Regions from separate parts of the Rattus norvegicus genome. Here region 1 is linked to region 2. The links are chromatin contacts, called in public Hi-C maps. All regions are on one chromosome and are shown on one strand. The core of a region is the stretch at or near the end of the contact, and the rest is flanking DNA. Distances in the headings are between cores, read along the strand shown. Region 1 overlaps Tmem108 (transmembrane protein 108). Region 2 overlaps Tmem108 (transmembrane protein 108).

What was found. A called contact is a pair of places that touch in the nucleus more often than the background predicts.
Region 1: a contact with region 2 is called in a Hi-C map of Schwann cells, with 11 times the contacts expected there. The contact joins two enhancer-like sites. A contact is called at or near these places in 9 of 12 Hi-C or Micro-C datasets (the A7r5 cell line, the Rat2 cell line, Schwann cells and 6 more) and 1 of 1 datasets of contacts at active chromatin or transcription factors (oligodendrocytes).

What each region holds. Positions count from the first base shown.
Region 1 is chr8:113,229,253-113,234,426 of GRCr8, reverse strand. It overlaps Tmem108 (transmembrane protein 108), which reads left to right. Exons shown (of 6, transcript NM_001399273.1): 2 at 4,227-4,339. Among named protein-coding and RNA genes, the nearest start is that of Tmem108, 7.1 kb to the left of the region's middle. Within about 2 kb of position 2,141, at least 3 of the 93 cell types and tissues checked have an H3K27ac peak or open chromatin away from gene starts, as enhancers often do. A contact at or near this core is called in Schwann cells, where this site is marked.
Region 2 is chr8:113,083,502-113,088,855 of GRCr8, reverse strand. The region is part of intron 2 of Tmem108 (transmembrane protein 108); the gene reads left to right. Among named protein-coding and RNA genes, the nearest start is that of Bfsp2, 140 kb to the right of the region's middle. Within about 2 kb of position 3,210, at least 5 of the 93 cell types and tissues checked have an H3K27ac peak or open chromatin away from gene starts, as enhancers often do. A contact at or near this core is called in Schwann cells, where this site is marked.

The DNA of each region.
Region 1 (5,174 bases), core at 892-3,391, 150 kb before region 2:
GTGCGCGCGCGCACGTGTGTGTGTGTGTGTGTGTGTGTGTGTGTGTGTGTGTGTGTGTGTGTGTATGTGTATGTGTGTACACGCAGGTATGTGTTTATGTGTCTCCAGAACTGGATCAGGGCATGTGGATGAGTGTGGGGGTCAGAGGTGACTATTGGGTGCTTTTCTCTCTTTCCATTTTGAGACGGAGTCTCTCACTGAGCCTGGGGCTCACTGATTTAGGAATCCTGGGCATCAAACTCTAGAGCTGTCTCTGACTGCGCCACCCTCACGGCAGGGTTAGAGGCGTGCGCCACCACACCTGGGTATTATTAATGCCCATGCTAGGGAACTGAACTCAAGTCCTCATGAGTTATGTCTCTAGCTCTTTGTCATCTTCTGAGAAGAGGGCCTTAGGCTTCAACAGAATGCCAGGTGGATCCATGGCACAAAGGCGGGATAGGGATTTGACTGTCTAGAGTAGCTCTGGGAAAATGAAAAGAGGAGTTTTGTCTTGTTCTGTCAAGACGGGCTCCCAGGTACCCCAGGCTACTCTGATGTTGCTGTGTGGCCACTGTGTCCTTGAAGTTGTGAATGTCCTGCCTCTGCCTCCCAAATGCTGAGATTTTCTGTGTATGCACATGTGCACACACGCATGACTTTCCTGACTTGAAAGGGGAGAATGTGTGTGCACCCCTGTGTGTGTGTGTGTGTGTGTGTGTGTGTATGCATGAGCACAAACATGCATAGGTGCATGCATGCACAGAGGCCAGGGGACAATTTTGGGATGTCATTTCTCACCCCCTTTTTTGAGATAGGCTCTCTCATTGGCCTGGAGTTCCAGGATTTTTCTAGGTGAGCTGTGGCAGTGAGCCCCAGAGATTTGAACTGTCTCTGCCTCCTGATGCTGGTGTTTGCCACCACACCCAGATTTTTTACATGGTTTCTGGGGCTTAGACTCACTTTACCATCCAAACCATCCCCCCAGCCCCAAAGGGAGAATTCTTGGTTAATAAACTGACTAAATGGTGGGCAAAAAGTCGGGAGTGGAACGTAGAAAGTAAGGTGTGAACATTTAGGGATGTTGAACCTTTATTAAAATGGCTCCCCAAATGAAGAGACAAAGCACATGACTTTACCCATCTAAATAATGGGTATGCAAGCATGGATTTCTGTTATCGAGTCTTTCTTGGTACCCTCCTAATTTCACCAGAATACTTTTAAGTTCATGTTGCTTTACTGACTGCAACATGCATATGAAGGGACCCCCAGCTCTCATTATTCCAATTCAAAGTCCACATAGTCATTACTTTTCTGATTTATGACATGAAGATTTTTTAAAGTTCTTATTAGCATATATTAAGCGTACATAATGGACTCTATTACAATATCCTCATATGTTTATGTATTTGATTGTAGTTGTCCTATTAACTTCAGTTCCTAATGATCCCTTGTCCCAGCTAATCCTAGCGTCCACTCTGTCTTGTGTGTGGTGGGTGGGACGAGTGTGCGTGTGTGCGTGTGTGTGTGTGTGTGTGTGTGTGTGTGTGTAATTGGGTTAAAGCTGTATGAGTGAGACCTTGTTTATAGAGCATGAGAAACTTACCCATAGCTACACTGCTGAAGAAAATGTCTCTCCTTTTCCAGCCATCATTGACTGCCTATAGATCCTAAGGGAAGGATAGGGCCTTGTGAATCCCTCACCCCCCAGCAATACTCAATAAAAAGATTTATAGGAACTCATGGACTCCTTCCTATCAGTGACAGAGTGGCATGAACCGTAGACTCCCACTCCTTTGTTTATGAGCTGCTATCAACCACATCCACTAGATATTGTACTCTAAGCTCCAAGGCTCACCACCATCTTAGAAATGTAAACTAACTGCAGAAGTAGAATTTTTAATAAGAGATCACTAGTTGTCTCCATTAGTACCTGAGATGTGCTGCGGCTAATTACCACACTTTTCTTATTTCACAAATACTTTCCTTTTCCTAGTTGTTTTTAAGTAGGAGTGACTCAGAATTTGTATGGATTAGAATAGAAATTCTCATTGTTACCGGAGGCTCCACAGAAGATACTTTGTGGTCCATTCCCACTTTGGACACATGAGAAGTAACTTTGTTGCTGTGGAGAATTGTTTGACAAACCTCCAGAGCCTGTCCTGTGACCCCTTGTTACCCTTTGTACTGCAGTGGCCAGTGCCGTAGAAGCCAGCCTTCTGCTGCCCTTGACAGAGTGATCTTTGTTTTCACTTTAGTAGAAGAAAAAATATTTCTTCCTTCTCAGTTTACTGAGAGAAATCATATGCTGGAGACCAAAGTCAAATTGTTGCTTCTAAGGTTGAATTTCTGCTACTAAGTTGTTATGAAATTTGGTTGGGAAAGGGGTACCCACCCTTGAGTTTGTTTCAACTGAGAAAAAGGAGCCGTGGCCCTTCAAGTTCTAACCTTTTCTAAAGGTACCTGTGTGACTCTGTGGAATTGTATCTGGTATCCAGGTTAAGTAGATCTTTAAAATGGTGCAAGTTCAAAGTTCATGCAGAAACAACACTGATATAAAAATCCTTATACATAAAAATCACTAAAGTTTGTCGAATATTCTCTAATCTTACATACGTTTTCTTTTATTATTCTTTCACATCCCGACTGTAGCTGCCCCTCCCTCCTCTTCTCCCAGTCTCTTCCCCAACATCTCCCCTCATATCTCTCTTCTATCCATGAGTAGTTACTGATCCCCTACGACAGAGGGCGGGTCACAACCTCTTTGGGGTAGAACATCCCTTTCACGGGGTCACATATCCCATACCCTGCATATAGATATTTACATTTTGATTCAAAATAATAGCAAAATTACAGATGTGAAGTCTCAATGAAAATAATCTTATAGTTGGGGTCACCACAACATGAGGAACTGTATTAAAGGGTCCCAGCAGTAGGCAGGCTGAGAACCACTGCCCTGAGGCTTGTTAGAATTACAGCATGCCCTGCCTTACCCATGACCTTTCAACTCAGAACCTATACTTTATCAAGATGCCCTGATAACAGTGCATACACAGGAGGGTATGTGTGGAGTCTTGTAGAATAGACCCTGTAAGGGAGTTGTGATGTTTTCCAGAAGAGAAAGCTGAGACCCAGAGTTGTAAAGTAACCAGGTCAAGGTCCCTGCGAAGCCTCTTGTTCAGAGTGCTGAATCTATTCTAAACTCAAGGTTAGCTTAGTTGGACTGGAGTGAGCCTGACCTAAGACAGCTCACTGCCCAGCCCCTGGGGTTGAGCATGACTGTATGACTTTGAGCATCCAGCAAAAAGTGTTAGCTGGAAAAGTGTACACCATTGCGGGGACAGTGTTAGTGTGCACATCTATATCCATGTGCCTATGTGTGCACACATGCACTCCAAATATTCTTGCACGTCTTTCCTATTTTCCCTCCCTAGCTTATGGAATACAGAGAAATCATATGCTAGAGAACAAAGTCAAATTGTTGCTTCTAAGGTCAAATTTCTGTCACTTTTGTAATGTCTTCAACCTTGTAGTGGTTCTTAACCTTCTTAATGTTGTAACCCTTCAGTACAGTTCCTCATGCTGCCATGATCCCCAACCATAACATTATTTTTGTTGCTACTTCCTAACTATAATTTGCTACTGTTATGAACCATAGTGTAAAGTCTGTGTTTTTTGATGGTCTTATGTGACCCCTTTGAAAGGGTCATTTGACCCCCCTCTCAAAGGCTTTGACCCCTAAAGGGGTCACAACCCACAGGTTGAGAACCACTGCCTCAGGGGAACCATGGAGATTATAGTATGAAGACGTAGAATCCACAGTATCCTGAGTACTTTGGTTTCTGCATCAAATCCGTCTTTTTTCTTGACTTTTCACCTGTCTAGGATGCATATGGGAAGCTCTTGTATTGAGCATGGACCATACCAGAGGTTGGGGTCTGTGTGTTTAGCAGGAAGCCCATTTTTTTTTTTAAGATTTATTCATTTATTATATATAAGTACACTGTAACTGTCTTCAGATACACCAGAAGAGGGCATCAGATCTCTTTACAGATGGTTGTGAGCCACCATGTGGTTGCTGGGAATTGAACTCAGGACCTCTGGAAGAGCAGTCGGGGCTCTTAACCACTGAGCCATCTCTCCAGCCCAGGAAGCCCATTTTTAACAAATTCATTTGAACAGCAGCTTTGGGGATGGAGGTGTACATAAACCGGCCTGTTGTCCTCATTCGTTTTTTCCTTTGGCAGATCGCTTAGCTGTGGTCCAGCATGCAGAAGTGAGCGTGTGGTGAAAGGCAGCAGACCCAATGGGTTGCGAGGATGTAAGAGTGTTTGAAGGCTTCCACACCCTCTCCTCCAGGGTAAGGCAAATGCGCTCCCGGTTTGCCGGCTTTGCTGAACCGTAGATGCTCTTGTCTCGCCAGAGTCTTGGAAGTCAGTGCAGTGAGATGCCGTGTCTGTCTGTGAAAGGCTTCCAAAGCTTTCTCCATTCAAATCATGCACTCAAATCAAGAAGTATGAAAAATGGGAACCAAGGGATGGGATGTGTTCCGTGCACGGTGACATCCCCCACACGGTTGTTTGAGTGAGTTTGTATGGGGTGTGATTTGTAAGGGCAGAGTAGAGAGAATTCGAAACCAGCTGCCCTTTTTCCTGAATCCATATCATATTGACAATAGTCTGGTCAGAGGTCCCTTCCCGCCATCCCCCATTCCCGTGATTCAGTCACCCAACTTTTCTTTCACGGATTGCTGTTCTTGAAGGAAGTAGCCTGTCAGAGCTGAAGGCCCTGGTGTGGTCCGTCACAGCAGAAAGCGCAGGGTTCCACCGACTACGTAGTTCCTATCTCTTGTCTCTGGAAGCCACATACCTAGCCACTCAGCTGGTCGTAGTCGCTGGTATCCTGGATGTGACTACAGGGTATTTGGTAACAATCCTGAAAAAAAAAAGACTGTAGGAGTTAGTCAGGGGAGGTGTTCGGGGAGGAGAGACAGCTCTACGCTCTTCAGCTTCCACTCTGGAACAAAAACCAGATTCCTTGAAGAAGAAATGACTAGTGCCATTCCAAGCAGAGCTAAGAATGGTCGAGCAGTGGGATGTTTCTGTTTGTGGTGGTTAAGCTTTAACCTGGAGGGAGAACTGTCTCCAGCCTGTAGGTTCAAAGGCTGTGAGGCCTGGCTAGACCGAGGGCACCCA
Region 2 (5,354 bases), core at 1,961-4,460:
TCAGAAAGAAATAGAGAAACAGATCTGAAAATGCTTGAATGAATGGAAATGATTGGATGAGCGTCACAGCCTGAGCGCATGCACAGGCAGGGGAAGCGCATGCGCACCCCAGGAAAGTTCTGAGCTCTTTGCTTCGTGGACTCCTTGGCTAATAAAATGCTTACTGTCCCTGGTCAAAGGGCCCTCAGTCACCTGGCTCTTCGTCCCATGAGCTGTGCTGCCTATGGGTTCAATGCCACCTGATCGCCAAATAAAAGATAATTTCTTTTTTAATTTCAAACTTATTTCTCTCCGGGTAGCTGCACAGCCGTAGCCTTTACTGGGAAGAATCTGAGTGTGTTTAAAGTGAACTTACTTAAAATTTGGAGCTGGCATCCCCAGTTAAACTAGCTCCTGGTTTAGGTGGTCAGTAGCTGCCTGCAGCTCATAGCTACTGTCTTGGTCAATAAAACTTCTGTAATCTTTCTATGATCTCAGAAATTTCTATTGGGTAGCCCCCTGCATCAGTCTTACAGTCAGTCATCCATGCATGTATTCAAACAGGCGCCAAACACCTACAATGGTCCAGTATTCTGAGCACCAGATACTCCCCCACCCCTAGTTGGAGGGAGAGACACAAACTTTGCCTACCAGGTATGTTTTGATTTAAAAGCCTATGTCTAGATGTCAGTCTGTATCCATGGATTAAGGACAGACAGCTGTGATCATAGATGTCTTGTTGTCTAACTTCCTGGCGCATGCCCAGTGTAACTTGGGTGTGATTAGTTGTGGTCATTGTTTGTTTTGTCCAACTTATAGATCCTTAGACACCGACTTTCATGTCAGAGATGGGTAACATGTTTGACTTATCTCTCCATGTTGACCATCCCTGCTAATCTTTTAGGTTCTGGATGAAGGTTTCTTTGAAGGTAGTTGTTCTCAGATTTAACCTTTCGGATCAATCCCAACAGCCTGTGTTTAGACTGTTAATTCAATGCTGGGAAATGAAGGCATAAAGGCATTTGCAATCAAACCCAATCACCTCATGTTGGCTTACCTACCATAAACCCTGTGTTGTTAAGTCCCTACCTTATACTTGGAATTTCTCAAAGAGCAGTGACACCACTAGCCCAAGAAGTTGAACCATGGAGACAGGAGACATTTCTAAAATTGGCTCCTGGAAAGCAGACACACTATGCTATATGCTTCCATTGAGATCCTTGAATGCCTGCATTACCCACCGGAGAACCGCAGCATCACGGTGTGTGTGCTGAAACGGGCATTGGAAAGTGGTCTGTCTATTCCAAAGCGAAGATGTAAATGACTTGTCCAAGGTCACAATTACATAATAAAACTCTGCCATACCATAATACTAAGGCAAAGAAATGTGTGAATAAAGCAGGTGGTTCTCTACTTTGATTTATTGTGTATCTTGAAGGGCTTGTGGCTAATTGCTGGGGGCCCACTCTAAATTTTCCTGATTCTGGGTCTAGGTAGTAGACAATATGTATTTTCTAGTAAATTTCCTGGTGCAGGTGGTGTGTAAGGACTGTATCTTAAGAGTAAGCCACACTGTTACATTATTGCAATGTTAATAGCTTAAGGAGAGAGAACTGGTCTACCTATTAGCAGTCTGGGATTCTAAGGAACCAGCAGAGGTGTCCATATCCAAGTCTAAACTAGGGTTTGGCACCACCTAGTGGCAGACATCTAATGCTGTTTCATCGTGGATGGAGACGAGTCAGAGTCCTATTTGAGTTAGGCTCTTGGAATCTGTTGGACGGTGAGTAGCTCTCATGGTTCGCAAGCGTCTCTTTTGTTACACTGGTTTGGGAAGACTGAATTTTGAGGCCCAGCATCCAGCATACAGAAGTAGCTGGCATCTCTTAAACTGCCAGCTACTTCTGTATTTGCCTTTACCTCTTCAGCCTGTATCCCACCCTTCCCCGGCAGATAAGAGCAGTTCTGTCTCAGAAGCCGGAGAGGAAGATGTATGTACTATGCCCTAAATTGTACTGTGGTGGGATTTGTTTTTTTAGCTGCCTGTGGTAGAACTTGTATAACTTCCTCATCTTCACACACCTGCCTGGTCACCGTCATCTTCATAATCACTGTCACTGTTGTCCTACCTCTGGGCTTTTACACCCTTCCATACATGCCTGTCAGAAGTCCGTCTGAACACCCGAGACCTGAGCTTATGCTGCCCTGCCTCTAAGACTCATCCTGCCCCTCTCCTGAGGTCCATTTTTATTCCTCCCAAGGGTCGGATATGCTTGTACATAAATAACTATGCTGCAGGCCTCAGGACAGCTCTTCAGCATTCGTTGGGCCTATGCTACAGAGAGGAATCCCAAGGCTCCAGACAGAAGGACTGCATGTTGTCTGATTTGCTGCAATTAACAATAATAATTAGCAGTATTCATTGTCTAACAGCAAAGGCACAGATAGCTTAGGGGGGTGTTTATTTAAATATAGGGCCCTGTGTATGCAGAGTAAAGATCTTTCACTAAGCTGCACTCCCCTCCTACCTGGCCCTGCTTTGTGTTCCCGTTGAGACAGGGTCTGACTCTGTCACTCAGGTAGATGGACCTGGAGCTTACTAACTAGCCCAGGCCAGCCTCAAACTTACAACCTTCCTGTCTCCACCCTGGAGTGCTATGGCTACAGGCTTGAGCCACCAGAGTGACTTTTGATAAGACATTCCCACCCCCTGATAGACTGTCAGTTCTCTGGGAGCCAGAGTGCATCTCACTTCTCCTTGTGTGTAGCCCCAGGTCCCTGCTCAGTGCAGCATTGTGACATCGCAGGGCTCAGGTGTTATAAGACCGACTTCCTGTTGCCTTCTGTATACACCGTCACCTTCTACCTGCCTCTCTCCTTGCGGTTGGCTATGGTCCATGACAAAGGGTCTTCCCTGCACTCTGAGGGTAGCCTCTGCTGTTACTCCCAGCTAGCCTCAGCTAAGATCCCCAACGGTGAAAGCTGTGGGAAAAACTTATACCCTACCTTCACAGCAAGCAATTCTAGTGGCTTCTGCTCCTTTCCTGGCTCTAGTCTTTGCAGCTCCACATGCACCCTTCCCTGAGCCTCCGCTTTCTCCCTTTCAGTCATCCTCATTCCAAGCACCTGGGGAAGCATGGCACTAGAACTCAGAGAGAGGGGTTAATCTGAGTCAGAGGAGGGCAAGACCCCACCTCAACACTGTGCATGCACTGCTGCCTCAGCCGAGGACTGTGGGAGAGACAGCGGATCTAAATATTTAAGAAACACTGAGTCACTCCCTCTCTGTGGTGAATGTGACTTGCAAATGTGCTTTCATTTGTCTTCCTGCCTCCTCTCATAAAACTGCCACTTGCAGGAGAGAGAAAGCGGGCTCTGGCCTCAGTACTTTATGAAGCTGAGGCAGGAATCCTGTCCTTCCTCCCAGTAGCACAGTGGTCCCTGGGGAGGTCCTTTTATTGGAGGGGCCTCATTTCCTCTGTTCTAGGTTCAGTTCACACTGGTAAGCCTGAATCTTAATCCTGAGAACCCTTTCCAATTGCCCTACTCCGCAACCTGGGTATTAGAATTCCTGAGGGACTGGGAAACTATTAATAAAATAGATTCTGGGGCTGGGGAGGTAACGCAATAAAGTGCAGGCTGTTCAAATAATGAGGACCAGCATTCGATCCCCGGAACCCACATGGAATAGCTGAACATGATTGAACGTGCTTGAAATCCTAGCAGTAGGGTGGCAGAGGGACACGAGGACCAGCTGGTCAGCCAGCCTGGTCTACTCTTGGCAAGCTGCAGTCCAACGAGGTCACCTGTCTCCAAAAACAAGGTTGACCGATCCTGAGGAATGACAACCCAAAGGTTGACCTCTCCAACCTACACAAACACGCCCAGGCACAAGCGCACGCACCTGTACACACACACGAACGCACGCACACAGACACACACACACACACACACACATCATACACGGAGAGAAAGACAGACACACACAGAGACAGACTGACAGAGACAGAGACAGACAGAGACAGTCAGAGATAGAGAGGCTGACTGGCTGGCTGGCTGGCTGGCTGGCTGGCTGGCTGGCTGGCTGGCTGGCTGGCTGGCTGGCTGGCTGGCTGGCTAACTGACTGACTGACTGACACTGGCAGGCTGACTGGCTGGCTGGCTGACTGACTGACCAACTGACTGACTGACAGATACCTTTGAACCATCAGTTGTAATGGTTAGCCAGCTTGGGAAACCATTAGTCTAAATGATTTATTTCTAACCCAGTCACCAGAGCCAGGTGGAATCATCAAAGTCATTATCCCAGGCTATTTAAGACCTTCAGAGTTGAGATCAAAGTTGCTGCCTTACGGTGAGACTTGTCAGAAATACTGAAATGTTTTGACTCTGAACTTGTGAGGTTAGGTGTAATTCTCTGTGCGGGTCTAACCCATGCTAACTCTACACTCTGCAGGTGAAGGAAGTTTAGTCTACATTGGCCCACACCACTACTGCCCACAATGTTATTTTGTTTTTCATTATAATTTTGATTTCTGCTGTGCATCTCAGAAACTGCATTTCCTGTGGAATGACTTGATCTAAATTATGTATTCTGAGATATTGAACCAGAATCACAAATTAAAACTGTACTATCTGGAGAATTAAAAATGACTCTTAGTATTAAAGCAGTATTGGAAAAGCTAAGGGAAGAGAACAGAAGGGCTCGAGGTTACTGCTCAAAACATAAAGTTGACCAAGGCCTGTAATGCTGCGGACAGTTTCGTATACTAAATCTGCTGCCTGTTTAATGCAAGAGTAGTGGGTCTCTCTATTCTTTCCATATGTAAATGTTCTGTGGAACGTTTAGCCTACTCCTCACAGTCTTGCCACCTTTTGGCTGTAAAAACATCACTATAACTTTCTGGGACAAATGCCTGCTTCCCAGAGGGAACGTACACATTTGTTTGTTCCCAAATTCAATTTCTGGAGATATTTTTCAGGCACCATAAAAGGAAAAAGAAAAATGACCAAGTTTACTATGGCTAAGAGGTAATCTTTCATAAGCACTGTGGTGTAAATGACGGTGCACGCTCTGTCGGTGCTTGGCAGCTTTGCAATATCACTTAATTCGCTGACCTCAATACCCCATCTTTAATACCAAAACCGTAAAGAGGAAGTGGGATCTGCATTCTCGGCCTCACACAAGCTCCATCCTGTCTCCTCAGAGGACACAAATGCTCCTAACAGACCTTGCATACCAGAAAAGGGGTCCCGTGTGAGTCTAGAAAACTGCACATGTTGGTCCTGGGCATGCATATGGTCATATGTGAACATGTGTATGTATAAGTGCATATGCATGAGCCTGAGTGTGGAGGCTGGAGGTCATCATCGGG